5 separate regions of the Mus musculus genome follow, and regions 1, 3, 4 and 5 are each linked to region 2. A link is a contact called in public Hi-C, HiChIP or PLAC-seq and promoter capture Hi-C data. All regions are on one chromosome and are shown on one strand. The core of a region is the stretch at or near the end of the contact, and the rest is flanking DNA. Distances in the headings are between cores, read along the strand shown. Region 1 has its middle 240 kb from the start of Gm13990. Region 2 holds the start of Zfp770 (zinc finger protein 770). Region 3 overlaps Spred1 (sprouty protein with EVH-1 domain 1, related sequence). Region 4 overlaps Gm13990 (a long non-coding RNA gene). Region 5 holds the start of Spred1 (sprouty protein with EVH-1 domain 1, related sequence).

Region 1 (2,700 bases), core at 5-2,504, 2.4 Mb after region 2:
CTATGTTCATAGCAGCCTTATTCATACTAGCCAGAAGCTTGAAAGAACCCAGATGTCCCTCAACAGATGAATGGATACAGAAAATGTGGTACATTTACACAATGGAGTGCTACTCAGCTATTAAAGACAATGAATTTATGAAATTCTTAGGCAAATGAATGGAACTAGAAAATATCATCCTGAGTGAGGTAACCCAATCATAAAAGAACACACGTGGTATATACTCAGTGGTAAGTGGATATTAGCCCAGAAACTCAGAATATCCAAGATACAATTCACAGACCACATGATGTTCAAGAAGAAGGAAGACCAAAGTGTGGTTACTTTAGTCCTTCTATGGATCACTCTTATTCAAACCTTCATAAAAAGAAATAGAAATGTGAGGGGGGAGTCACACACAGTTTTACCCACAGGTCAATCTGGTAAGGTTCCCTCTTTCAAACTGACTCTCACTTGCATCAAGTTGACATAAAACTAGCCATCACCTAGAATATAAGAACTGAAAACAGGATACAAAATGTGATTAATACATATTCTCTTTAACCAAAATACATATATTACAACGCATTTTACTATATCCACAAAATCATGATTTATATATAAAAGCAAAATACTTATAAATATTTATATACTATAGTGTATAGTATTTATGTATAAGAATGGATGGGGGCTGGGAATGTGGTTAAGGGCAGTGTTTTCTGGGATGTGTGAGGTTTAATACCCAGAATCACATGCAAACACACAAAGAGTTAATAGAAATTTACATATTTAAGAAAAACAAAAAAAAATTGGAAGTACAGAATCAGCGAAATAATTTTGAAGTGGGAGTTGCAAGTTTTGTTCTTGAAATTTATTATAGTTAACTTTCTATAAATCTTTTAGTTTATAATATCTTTTACTTGGTTAATATAAACATAAGCACAAGGAATGAAAATGAAAACTGAGTAAGAATTACTTCTCTGTGATTAGCATGCAGTCCAATTAAGCTTTCTAAATATACCAGGTCAAGGTTGCTAAGTCTTCACTGGCTTTTCCTAATACAAGAAAAATGCTAATTAATTTATAGGTAATATTTAAAGTTTATTTTATGTAGCATGTCAGCAGTCACAGTTAAAAGAGAAAAGTGAGTTTTACAGTCCTTTGGAAGGTAATAAATGTCAGACACACGGAGATTCAGTTACAGCATTATGAACACCCAGAGTAATACGCCCAAGAAAAACTTTACACAAACACCAAATGAAAAGCCATGTTTTCTAAGCACAGTCAGGGGACTGTGTCTAACTCCATGTGTAATGTAGGTGAGAGAGAGGGTTAAAGGCTGCGATGCAGTGGTCCGACAATAAACCCCAGCAAGTATGCATTTTGATGGGGTGTTAATTGAGTAGCAGGTGAATATAAACAGAGAGCACCAAGTGTGTGTGTGTGTGTGGGGGGGGTCTTTTTGTTGATGAGGGAACATAAAGATGCTGAGCTCCATAATAAGAAATAAATACAATCTGGAGCCAATTTCTCCAGCCTCATTCCGCCCTCCATAGTGCAGTCCTCTCTAGTTTCAAATGCTTGCCAGGAAATAATACATGACTTTTAAAGTGTGTGGGCAATAACAGAGCGAATCAGACAGGTTCCTAAAGCTTATAAAAATGGAGGGTTTGTAGCATGTTTTCTATTTGTGTTTGTTTGTGTGCAAGTGCAATGGTCGATTGGTGACTGCTGTTTGTTGACATGCTTGCCTCTGAGAGTTTCAAGATCCTTAGTCAATGACAATGTCAGTCCCTCAGTGCTTACAGTAGCGTGACTCCAGGACTTAGCAGGACACAGACACCAGACAGATTAAAACAGAATGGGCAGAACAAGATAGAAAAGAATAGAATTTCAGAATTTTCTAAGAGAACAGGTGTGTGAGACTGCATCTAGTGACAGGGGCTTGGTCCCTTCAGGGTCTCCAGGGCTTCTAGCCTTAGCTCAACCAAAGACCAGGCTACCTTTCTTCATAGTTCACTGAAGATGTAGTGAAAATATACAAATTTCATTCTTATTAAGGAACTCTTAGTGAAAACATGTCTAAGTAATAATGTAGACATTTTAAGAGGGTTTTTTTAAAGTGACACCAAACCAAAGGTCTATCTTCCCAGAGAATTAACTTCAGATTTTTGCACAGTGCCATCTAAACCAGCAACATTATCCATTTGAGAAAAATGGGTGATGCCCTTTCTAACAAGGCATTAATACTCTCAAGTTGTGGGAAAGTCATCTTATGTGCTTTATGAAGTAGTGAATATTTATGTGTTTCCTGTGAATATGGAACTGAGCTAACTAGACACTCCATTTCATTTGGTCCACACAACAACCTTGTGAGGTAAGAATTCATAATTGACTTACAGATGAATATACCAGTCTGTGGAAAGCCTAAATGTCTCTCCCACGGTCACATAATGAAGTAGTGGCAAGACCAGACCTTGGTCTAAGTAAACTGACTCCAGAAAGAGCAGAGCTCTCATCTGCTTTGCTGTCTCTCTTTATATCAACTCTTTTTCTTCCGGTGGAATATTGTGAAGGAAGTAAATGAGTGCTATGTTGTAGTGGAGACTGCTTATGCTAATCACAAAAATTTGACTTCCTGTCTACAACACATATCCTGCTTTTAAGGCAAATGGAATATCATGGAAGAAAGTGCAGAAAGATTTTAAGTACCATAGGAAC
Region 2 (2,700 bases), core at 162-2,661:
GAGAGGGCTGGTGAAGGGCTAAAGGGAGGAAAAAAACCTCTGTACTGCACTGACTCCATACTAAGTATGGAATGGGAAGGCAGCTTCTCCCCAGGAAGTTGGTGGGCAAAACCTTGTAACTGCCTAAGGTCAAACTATAGGGTTTGAGTGTGGGGAACTCAAGAACTTCTCCAATCTTTTTGTATACTTCTCCTTCCACTTACTGATTCTACAGACTACCACCCTCTCTCAAAAAAACAAAAAGTCTCGCACTAAAACAACACAAGGCAACTATATGATTATAAACAACAGGCACTGGCTACCTCTAGCTCCTGTACTCAAAAGGGTCTGCGGTCAAGTAGCTATCACTAGTATTAGGATTGGATACGCACTTACTGCGAACCCTACCTTGTCAGAATCATTTGTGGCAAGTGGTGATCTCACTTCCTATTTATAAGTAAAAGGTCAGGGATTTCCACACTCCAAGCACAATCCCCCCTGTGGACTTAGAGGTTTAAATCCCATTCACCTGATCTTTTTTCCCCCATTGGCTTTTTAAACTTTTTAAAAAATACACAAAAGCTAATTTTCACGTTAAAGTGAAACATGACAAACCAATGGATGTGCCTCAATGACTATCCAGACATTATAACATGATAGGAGCTCACACAACGTTAAGCCAAGTAACTATAAAAACTGACATCGATAAAATCCAATGTTGTTTCAAGGTTGAAAGTAGCACTGTCTTTGCAAATACCTCTTTAAAAGAAAATCACAAAATACAAAATAAATTACAAGAAAGAAATAAAACACCGTAGAGAAACTTAAGAGTTCCAACTGGAGAATTATCTATGGTAACATTTACAACAGTCTTCGCCTCTTTCTTTCTTTTTTTTTTTTTTTTCTTTTTCTCTCCATGGCCCACTCTCTTGGCCTTGAACCATCCATGCATCACCTTTCCCTAGACGGAAGCTATGTGTTTGGCCTCATCTGCTGTGCAAGTAAGGAGTCTGCAGGGGTCAAGCCGAGTTCAGGGACTGTGATATCCCATGCCTAGAAAAGAAGGGCAAGGGTGAAAGCTCCACTGACTGCAGCCAGAAGATGGGGTGCAGGGGAAGAGCTGAGTGAAAGATGGGAAATAAGTGATTCGACCCCAGGAGATGGGGCGCGGGGCTCAGCTCTTTTGAGTTTACCGCTCTGACGAAGCACATGCAAGGAGCCGAGGTCGTGGCACCCTGTTCGGATCCCCAGGAACCTCGGCGGGACTTGGGCAGGCCTGACCCTCCCCGGGATTCGTTCCATCTCGCACGCAGGCTTCTGGGGTCCTCCACACTCACCCGGAGCTGGCAAACGCCGGGCAGGGACGCATCTCAGAGCCTGGGTTTCGCCAAGACGGCAGGCAAGCTCACGTCCGCAGGGTCAGCGCGGCGACTGGCTGAGTGCGCAAGCGCGGCGTTCAGGCGCGCTCTGAATGTGGTCCGTCCGGAAACATCCTCTCACGATCTTTGGGCCCTTGCTTGCTTTTTATCCACCCAGTGCTGCAATTTCCAAGGAGAGAAAAAGGAAGACTCTAAATGGATGCATGCACTTTCTGCCCTACTGTTACCGACCCTTCATTGTGGAAGTCCCAGAAAGGACTGTAAAACGCCAGCTCTTATTGGAATCCATGATTAGAGTTCAAAGCCCATTCATAATTTTTTGTAAGCTCAGGGCTGTTGGTAAAACTCTCAGTATTAGGTACATTCTAGATCACGACTGTTCTCAGCATTTCATATTTCTGTAAATACGACCAAGAGGTGAAGGCATACAGAATCAGCTTCTCTCAGGGGCCCTATCCATTGTCCTGCCAGGGGCTGGTCTTGCTGATTTCACTAGTTCTATGTATTTTGGACATTTACAATATAGAAAACTCTTTGCCCAGCATTTTGGGTCTTCTTTGATGATTTATGTAAGATGTCTTTGGACAACATGCATGTAAAATACTCGACATTATACCAAATACAAAAGCTTTGTGAAATGATAGAACCCTTATTAGGGTCCAGGAATAGCCACACAAACGACTCAGACACCAATCTCAGTAAGGAATGGATGATTTATTGAATGCACACTCCAAATACAAATCTGTGATGGGAGCAAGCATCAGAACCAGTTTTTCTATGGAATAGGTGCATTTGCAGCATTTACAACATTTGCAACATATAGGCTATCTAGACAAAGCAGAGCTGACTGACCTTTAAGCTGATAGACTAGGTCTAGAGGCCAACAACTGAACAGGGGAAATTCTGTTCTTGATAAAGGAAATCAAGGCATTAATGATGCAGGACTCAAAGTTTATCATTAGAAAATATAAGCATCGGGGGCTGGGGGGGGGTGCTCAACCAAGGCTGTGATGAGTGAAGTTAACCCAGGGGACCAATTCAAAAGGGATTCATACCAGCTCTGTTTTCTTTCTTTCTCTGTTGTTCCCTATCAAGGATGTTACTTCTAATTTTTACCAGAGTGTCCCTGATTACCCCAGAGTGATTAACTTATAAACAACCTTGCTCTCCAAGGGCCATACATAAGCCCCCTTCTTTTAAGAACAATAAATTTAGAGCCCTTTGACTCTGTAGGACTACTTCAGCTAAGGAGTCTTCTTGAATTTGTAGGAAGAAGGTGGCTGAGTGAAGCTGGGCTAAGTCTTTATCAACTTGTACTCTCAGGTATTTTTACAATGCTGGC
Region 3 (2,700 bases), core at 199-2,698, 3.0 Mb after region 2:
TGCCTGGCTGGCCTTTAGTCCGTGGAAAGTGCATGTATTACACACAGCCATCATCTCTTAGACCATCACATAGCTTTAAAAGTTTCCAAAGCTTGTTAGGTTGCACTTTATTATCCATACGTCACATACACTTTTATTCAAAGTTTTTCTTAAGGTTTATTTCTTTTTATTCTAAGTATATTGGTGTTTTGCTTGCATGTATGTCTGTGAGGGTGTCAGATCAACTAGAACTGGAGTTACAATGGTGAGCTGCCATGGAGGTGCCAGGAATTGAACCCAGGTCCTCTGAAAGAGTACCAGTGCTTTTAACCACTGGGCTATCTCTCCAGCCCTTTATTCAAGTTAAAGTAAAGTGTAATCTTGGGCTAGAATCTTAGAAATAAATAGGGTTGTCAAAAAGGGTTATATGAAGATTTATGTAGATAGCAAGAACTATATAACTATTGCTTATTATCTAAAAAATAGATCTAGGAACAGTAAACAATCTCTGCAAACTTAAAAGTACCTTTATGCCAAATTAACTTTACATTGGAATATTTTGTTAATGTAAGCCAGGACATGGACTGACTTTTCTGTAGTGTTATTTTTCAACAGATATTATGTCTTGACATTTTATTTTCCCTCCTTACTGTTTCATCATAATTGCTATATTAAGGTTGCTTAAGTAGAATAATCTATGCTAGTGGTGTTTCTAGATAAAATTCTTGAGGGAAACATGGCAGCACATACTCTTAATCTCAGGCCTACATACTGACAGATCTCCATGACAGCCTAGATGACATGGTGAGTTCCAGAATACCAGGGCTACATATTTAGTTAGACCCTGGAGTGCACGTGCGGAATCTACTTTATTTCTAATCATAAAAAGCACCTGAGGAGATCTGTTAAACAGAGTAGGAGTTGATTGTGGCCATATCTAAACTGAATGGGCACTAGGAACATGGGAATGTGTGTGATTACGTTAAGTTGAAAAAATTAGGAATTTTTTTTGTACTTTATACAGTTTTTGACTACTATAGTTTATATATATTTATGTATACTTATAATTAAAGTTTTGCCTTATTGGATATCATCTAGCCACGTATTTAAAAAATTGATTTGTGATAACTTCAAGGATGAAATTCTTGAGCAGTGCTTTTAAGATAAAGTTGAACGTTGTGAACAGTTGTTTCTTTCCCAGTGCGTCCCTAGGAGCCCGCAGTTACTTAACCTTAGCAAAGCGTCTGGGGTTCTGATTCTTACCCTCCCCACTTAGTGTGTGCCAGTCTCTTACAGCCTTGGCACTTGGGACTTTACGTAGAGCATTGAGATAAAACCCAGTCTTTATGAGAAATGATGGACAAAGTCTGAAAGAAGATCAGCTTGAATCCACATTAAAGTCTAATAGGCAGGAAGGATACAGGAGATGGGGAGGGGTGTGGGGGGTGCTTTCAGTCACACGGTGAGTAATGAGAAGAGGAAGTAGACTGGAAAGTAGTGGCTGGAAAGGCTCACTGTTTAGAAAGTCATTTTATGTACATAAAGACTTAATCTTACTCAATTGGGAACATCAGACCAGGGTGTATAAAAAAAGATATATTATTTAAAATAACAGTGACTAGTTCACTGGTAGAGTATATTTAACATTATGATTATATGCCAGAACTAAGGGGGAAAAGCATAATCTTAATAATTTATGAAAGAAATTAACAAAAATTATCAAACTGGCTCATCTGGTTCAACATTGTATAAAATGTTAGTTTGACTTTTTATAATATATAAGTAATACATACTTTGTTATACATTGTATGCATAGCACTTTCAAACACTTGTTGGGTCATTTCTCATATCCAAATGAGACTTTGGGTTTTTAATGTCTGAGACCCATTTAGGTATATACTTACAAATTATTGCTCAACTTCACAGAACAGAAATACAGAATTCTACCCAGGTCATCATAGCAAGCTTAGACAATATAACTGATCTGTGTTTGTTTGCATATAAAATTTACATAAGACTTAACTGTTTTGGAAGAAACATTTTGTTGCTTCCTTACGGTGCTGGGGATAGAACCCAGGACATTGCCTGGCTATACAAGGGCTAGTACCCAACATTAATTTAGAATTCTTAATTGACTTCTCAATTAGGCTGTACTTCAGTAAAAGACAACCTAATCAAAAAACTTGATATCACTAAAGATAAAGTTATCATATAATTACTATTGCTGCTCCAACTCATGGTTAAGAATTTATAAGTATCCCATCTAGCTCTAAGGCTGATATTATAACCAGTTTATAGTAAAAAGTTGGTCATATTAATTTTATATCCTATTTTTAAAAAGTGAATCAAAACCTCCAAGGTCCTTTCTCTTAACCGTTTGGTTTTTACATTGTCTTATATTTCGTTTGTATGGGGTAGGTAGTTTTAAAAATTCTTAAACAAATAAGCAAGTTTCTGTTTCTCCTCCCCTCCCCTCCCCTCCCCTCCTCTCCTCTCCTCTCCTTTTTCTCTTTCCAGTTTTTAAAATGTGTACTGAGTAACAGTATTTAGCCAACTTCCTTTCAATGATTTAACATTAGTTGTCATTCTGGGGCAACTGTTAGGAAAGAGGTCACAATATAAGATAGCTGGTTTTGACATAATTGGCTTTACTTGGCAGTAGATCCTATATATTTTAAACTTTAATTGCTTGATTCCTGGTGTGATGACTACTTTTCACTT
Region 4 (2,700 bases), core at 95-2,594, 2.6 Mb after region 2:
CCCCATTGCACTGAGTGGCCTAGTGTCAGTTTGCTTTTGTGGAGACACTGAGAATAAATGGGTTGGGAAGCTCACCATCTATATCATGTGCAATAAATTATACTTTGCTGAAATGTTGCCTCGCTAAAATATGCTAAGAAAGCTGTGAACAATATTTACAAATAGTTCAGATGTCACAACAAAACACCCACCACTCACGCAGTCTCACACTTTGCTATGATAAACGTGGTAATAGAGGGTACCCTGTTCAACATTAGGGAAATATTCTTTACTGAGAAATAATTGGGGGGAGTTCTTTAAATTGATAGAAAATCCTCTCTCTCTCCCTCTCTCCCTCTCTCCCTCTCTCCCTCTCTCCCTCTCCTTCCCTCCCTAAGAGTCTGCTTTCTCACCTGGCCTGGCAGCTGGCTTACTCTGCTCCCCACCCCTGCTCACACAACAGGCTCTAGTATCTCTATTTGGATACATGATTCATTTCTTGAGAAGGCAGCAAACTTTGTTTCTTGAGGTCCTGAACCACTAAGCAGTTTCAACACTTGTGCAAACTAATGAATGTTGTATCACTTTGGGAAAGGAATGACCTCAGCCAGGTCATTTACCCCACCCCCACAACCCCCACTACCCCCACCCACCCCCAAGCCAATTGACCTAGCTGAGGACAACACTGGCTAAAGCAGATGTGCTCACTGGGGGGAATGCTGGAAATGGAGATGTCTCCTTAGCCTGTAAGAAGAAACACAGAGAGGGATCTCCATTTTCTCACAGTCTGCCCACTGGGACATCCCATTTAATTTTAAGGCAAGGCAAACCTGAGAAAGAGCTGTGTCTCCAGCATACTATCTGGGAACAATGTCTATCTGCTGGGAGGAAAAGAACAAACCAAAAAACAGTCAGTGTCCAAGGGAAGGATATCCCAAGTAGGCTTAAACAGTGTCTCAAGCTAAGTGAGAGACAGACGGCTTCCCCCAGTTTATAGGAGGGATCAGAAGTGGTACACCGAGAGGATTCAAAAGTTTTTCTATTCAACTGTTCTTGACTTCGTTTATAAATAAACATGAACTGCCATACGCTGGTGTTCAGGACATCTTGTACTACACCTTCTTAACACGTTTTGCCTATACAGAGAATCAATTAAATTGTGTGTGTGTGTGTGTGTGTGTGTGTGTGTGTCTGTGTGTGTGTGTGTGTGTAATGATGAGCATATAAAATGAATCACTTTTTTTTTCCAAAGAGGAAATGAAATGTTAAAGGAAGGCCTCTGGTTTGTTAGCTCACTAGCAGCTGTTCTGCGGCTTACAAACCAAAACCTCTGTTATTGGATGCCGTGGGTGGTGCTTAGTTAAACTGACCCTGCACTCAAAACCTGAAAATGAAGCTTTGGTTCCTAATGGGCCCTGCTGCTGGCCCCGCCCCCTCAGCTGCCTTTTTGGCAGAGCAAGTACAGCCACGGAGGAGAATCAGGTGGAAAATAAATATGTTTACTTACTATCAAAACACCTTTCAAGTCCAATACACATTTTTGTTCTATTAATGCCAACACAAATGTGCAGGCACTGTAGCTGGGGTCGCTTTAAAATATAGCTAGACAGAACGATTAAAATAATCTGCTTTCCCTCTGCCAAATTCCTGCCTGTGGGGAGCAATTAAACCTGCCTTCTGCACGTTCAAATACCGAATGGGAAGCGAATGTTGCATCTTTGCTACTTAGACAAGTGTAATTCCGATGGAAAGATTTATCAACAACTCACAGGCAGTTCCAGGGTTTGGTTTTGTTTGTCAAACAGCACACTCTCACGCTGCATCTGGACTCTGTTACACACTCGTGGGACAGGAATCCCCAGAGAGGGGTGCTCACTTGGGCCAGTGAGCAAACAAGTAAACTCACACAGAGAGAAGGCAGCTTTAAACAAATAAACCCCTCTGTTTGAGACTAAACATGTGTAACACTAGCCAAAACTACAATCAAACAACCAAAGAGCAATGTTATTACGGCTCTAGAGCAAGTCAACGTGAAACTGAATCACCGATGCCCGTAAATGGAAATTTTACAGGTGAATTTATTCTTCTGACACCATGAGAAATGACCAAAGGTTTGCTATATGATTTGTTTTTATAAGTCAGTATTTAAGGGTATCTGAAGTTAATAACAGAATGACAAACTCTGAGTGAAGGGTGATTCTATAAAATTTGGTGCTGGATGTTTTTAACTTTTAGGTCTACTTTCTTTTTCTTCTCCATTCCGAATTTCCTGTGCACAGGCTTGTGATTGCTAGACGAGAAACAGTTGACCCTGTGATCTCTCTGCCCCAGTTATGAGTGTCCACGCCACTGCCTGCCTCGACTGATCTCTCTGGTGTGACATTTCAGCTTTGGCCTGTGTCCTCATCAGCCTCTAAGCCAGACTCTAGGCAGTGGTCTTTCTGGGACACAATTAAACTCCTAGTTAACTACTAAGTTGCTCAGTGCTGGAGCAGGTCACAACTAAATGCCCAGCCCCACCCCCACCCCCACCCCCATCCCCTACACCACACTCCCCACACCACACCCCCCATGCCCCCCAAACCCCCTATGTCTTTCTTTTTGCTTCAAACAAAGCAGATGTCTTACATTCTGTGGGGCTGTGTGTAATCTATTTTGGCTTTGCAATTAAGCAACTACATATTTAGCATGTCTCGGGACATTTTGTCCTTGTTTTACCCT
Region 5 (2,700 bases), core at 151-2,650, 2.9 Mb after region 2:
AGGAGGCCCGCTGGACTTCTTCCCTTGGAATTGTTCTATCTCTCAAGGTGGCTGGAACAGGAAGCTTCCTTCCCCGGGGGTTAAGTAAACTTGAGAACAAAGTGAAAAGCCTATCGCAAAACCGCCTAGGGAGACGCCACAGGAACTTAGGAGCGCTAGGGAGTCAGTCCCCCAGGCCATCTTGTGTATAAGCTGACTTCTTAGAGACAAGATAATAGAATTTATAGAGCTAGGAGTTCCTAGCCCTCCGGTCACAAAGATCCCAGGCTCCAGCCCTCAACCTTAGAAGGTTCTTGTGCAAAAAAGATCTTTTGGGATGATTGCATACATTGTCCTCTGACAATGCAAACGTGACAGCTGCCTATCCAACAACCGTTCCGCCTCTGTTCGCCAAAGTTCGTGCCACACAGGCTTCTCCTGCGCTATAGTTATGCAACCTCGCTCGCAGCGGGAGTTATTTCCTGTGCTGCTGGATGCGCCAGATTCATGTAACCCGCCTACCCCGGGCTTCAATGGAAGCCGTTCTCCATTAACAAGCACTCGTGCTTCCAGAGATGAATGCCCAGCATTGCATGCTGTTTGCGCAGTGAGGATCGCGCTGCGAGGTATTGAAACCAACTCTTTCTACACACACACACACACACACACACACACACACACACACACACACACACACACACACACATCACACGCACACAACTACCCTTGTGCAAGAAGCAAGGGAACTGCAGCAATGCAACTAGAGGGACAGCAGGAGGAGCTCGCTTTGCAGTCCTGGCCTGTAACCCCCACTAAGAGATGAACTCATGCCAGTTCCATTCTTTGCAAGAAAAACACAACACACGCGCGCGCGTGCACGCGCACTGAGCAGTACGGAGTGGCCTCCCGATTTCTTCCCCGAGCACACGGTGTGCTGCCCGCTTGTCCCGGCAACCCGGATATCCCAGGCCGAGTAACGGGGACTTGAGCGTCGCAACAATGCCAGTCCCGGAGCAGCTCGGCTCACAGCTCCCACCCCCGCCCCCTTTCCTCGGCGTGCCAAGAGTTTGGAGCGCGCGCACGCACACGCGCGCGATGCAGTGCAGCGACATATCCCTCCGCCACCCTCCTCGCCCCGCTCCCGCTGCCCGACGATTTGGGAAGCGAGGGGAGGAGGGAACTACTTTCCTGAAACTTGTTATGCTGCCCACGATCCAGAGCTGCAGTGATTCGACTGCGGGCCGCGGCTTTTAGGTTTCCCCCCGACCCCTCAGAGGCCCCGCGCCTCCGGCTTGCAGCCGCGCCCCACGTCCGCCCAGCCGCACCCGCGCGAGCCCCGGCGGCCCAGAAGTCGCGAGGGACTACTTCGCCTGCCTCTCCCGCGGGCGCCCCCGGTTCGAGCGGCGGAAGGAGCGGGCGGCGTGAGCGCTTCCGCCGCCCCCCTCGCGGCTCCCCTCTCGCGGGCGTGAGGAGCGGGCCGCCGAGCAGCGCTGATCTCGGCCCTCGTCGCCGCCGCTCGGCACTGTGCCCTCGGGCTCCGACGCTCGCCTCGCGCCCTGCCTGCGGCCCCTCAGCTGGAGCGCGTCCGAGGCAGCCCCTGAGGGCCGACCAGGCGCGCCGCGCGGGCAGCCGGCGGCCAGGCGGGAGATGGTGCGCGGCACCTCGGCGGGACCGCGCCGCCTCCCGCAGCCAGCGCTCGGCTGCCCCCCGCCGGCTCCCGCCGCCCGCCCGTCGCCGCGCCCCTGAGAGCAGCACCGCCTCAGCCACCGGCCGCGTCCCCCTCAGCGCCCGCAGTCGCCCGCGCCGTCTCGGCTTCGCACTCGACCTCGGCGCGGCAAACCGCTGGGGTCGCCACGGCCGCGCTTGCTGCCGCCGCCCCCCTGCGGGGGTGGCCGGGCTGCCCGGCTCGCGGGGCACCGCTCCGAGTGAGGCATCCACCATGGTGAGGCCCCCGAGCCGCTGCCCGCGCGCCCCGCCGGCCGTCGTCGCCCGCCGCCCCTCGGTGCCGCCGCTGCCGCTGCTTCCCTGCCTGCTGTTGCTCCTCCATCTCCTGATCGGATCACGGTGAGGGAAAGATGAGCGAGGAGACGGCGACTTCTGACAACGAGTAAGCGAGCCCTGGCCTGGTTGAGCCCGGGGGGCAGCCCCCTCCCCCCAGCCCGTCCCGCCCGGGAGGTGATAGATGCCCGATGTGTCGGGCCATTTTCTTTAATGGCAGCACCCCTTTTCATTCGTGCATTTTCGCCTCTCTGCTTGGGGAAGGGTATCGAGTGCAGTGCAGAGGCGGCGTAGCAGTCGGACGTCTCCGAGACAGAGTAATAATGTGGGTAGCTCAAAGTGGAGTAGAAACTACCCTTTGCCTGCCCTTCACTCCGGCGTCAAACCCGCCCCCCCTCCCCAAACACCTTGAACATCCAGCCACCCTGCCTCTACAGCTATTTCGCTCGGAAACTAATGTGTGGGAGCACCTCCAGCCGCAAACTGCTCTTGAATCCTAATTCGATGACTCAGTGACTCCTAAATACCGATTAAGCCTTCGCCCCCCGCCCCACTTTTTAAACTTATGACCTATACTATTCTAGTAAAAAGATAGGGTTAGGGAAACATTTTAAGAATTAAATAGGATTAAGGACACCTGGAGTGTGGGCGATGTTGAGCTATTGTGTTTTTTTATTATTATTTTTTTAACCTTCGAGAGTATTGAACCCGTCTTAATCAAGA

The links. Promoter capture Hi-C pulls out the DNA fragments that hold promoters and counts their contacts. Hi-C and Micro-C count contacts between places; a contact is called where the count stands out from the background. HiChIP or PLAC-seq counts read pairs in DNA pulled down with a chosen protein or histone mark.
Region 1: a contact with region 2 is called in an H3K4me3 HiChIP or PLAC-seq map of embryonic limb bud, with 14 times the contacts expected there. The contact joins the enhancer-like site here to the promoter of Zfp770 in region 2. A contact is called at or near these places in 8 of 39 promoter capture datasets (the 3T3-L1 cell line, cranial neural crest, frontonasal cranial neural crest and 4 more) and 1 of 115 datasets of contacts at active chromatin or transcription factors (embryonic limb bud).
Region 3: an H3K4me3 HiChIP or PLAC-seq map of pro-B cells shows a contact between it and region 2, with 11 times the contacts expected there. The contact joins the enhancer-like site here to the promoter of Zfp770 in region 2. A contact is called at or near these places in 3 of 39 promoter capture datasets (cranial neural crest, hippocampal neurons and liver) and 2 of 115 datasets of contacts at active chromatin or transcription factors (large pre-B cells and pro-B cells).
Region 4: a contact with region 2 is called in a promoter capture Hi-C map of second pharyngeal arch cranial neural crest. The contact joins the enhancer-like site here to the promoter of Zfp770 in region 2. A contact is called at or near these places in 11 of 39 promoter capture datasets (the 3T3-L1 cell line, 3T3-L1-derived adipocytes, cranial neural crest and 7 more), 4 of 115 datasets of contacts at active chromatin or transcription factors (embryonic stem cells, forebrain, pro-B cells and 1 more) and 2 of 9 other capture datasets (embryonic tail and embryonic trunk).
Region 5: a Hi-C map of B cells shows a contact between it and region 2, with 6 read pairs. The contact joins the promoter of Spred1 here to the promoter of Zfp770 in region 2. A contact is called at or near these places in 8 of 39 promoter capture datasets (the 3T3-L1 cell line, cranial neural crest, embryonic stem cells and 5 more), 1 of 484 Hi-C or Micro-C datasets (B cells) and 4 of 115 datasets of contacts at active chromatin or transcription factors (astrocytes, embryonic forebrain, embryonic stem cells and 1 more).

Annotation. Positions count from the first base shown.
Region 1 is chr2:116,638,792-116,641,491 of GRCm38.p6, forward strand. No RefSeq gene overlaps it. Among named protein-coding and RNA genes, the nearest start is that of Gm13990, 240 kb to the right of the region's middle. Within about 2 kb of position 1,255, at least 1 of the 459 cell types and tissues checked has an H3K27ac peak or open chromatin away from gene starts, as enhancers often do. A contact at or near this core is called in embryonic limb bud, where this site is marked.
Region 2 is chr2:114,200,021-114,202,720 of GRCm38.p6, forward strand. It overlaps Zfp770 (zinc finger protein 770), which reads right to left and starts at 1,412. Exons shown (of 2, transcript NM_175466.4): 1 at 1,317-1,412.
Region 3 is chr2:117,167,828-117,170,527 of GRCm38.p6, forward strand. All of the region lies in intron 4 of Spred1 (sprouty protein with EVH-1 domain 1, related sequence), which reads left to right. Among named protein-coding and RNA genes, the nearest start is that of Mir674, 16 kb to the right of the region's middle. Within about 2 kb of position 1,449, at least 4 of the 459 cell types and tissues checked have an H3K27ac peak or open chromatin away from gene starts, as enhancers often do. A contact at or near this core is called in pro-B cells, where this site is marked.
Region 4 is chr2:116,811,872-116,814,571 of GRCm38.p6, forward strand. All of the region lies in intron 3 of Gm13990 (a long non-coding RNA gene), which reads right to left. Among named protein-coding and RNA genes, the nearest start is that of Gm13990, 65 kb to the right of the region's middle. Within about 2 kb of position 1,345, at least 15 of the 459 cell types and tissues checked have an H3K27ac peak or open chromatin away from gene starts, as enhancers often do. A contact at or near this core is called in second pharyngeal arch cranial neural crest, where this site is marked.
Region 5 is chr2:117,119,671-117,122,370 of GRCm38.p6, forward strand. It overlaps Spred1 (sprouty protein with EVH-1 domain 1, related sequence), which reads left to right and starts at 1,401. Exons shown (of 7, transcript NM_033524.3): 1 at 1,401-2,086. The coding sequence starts at 2,055.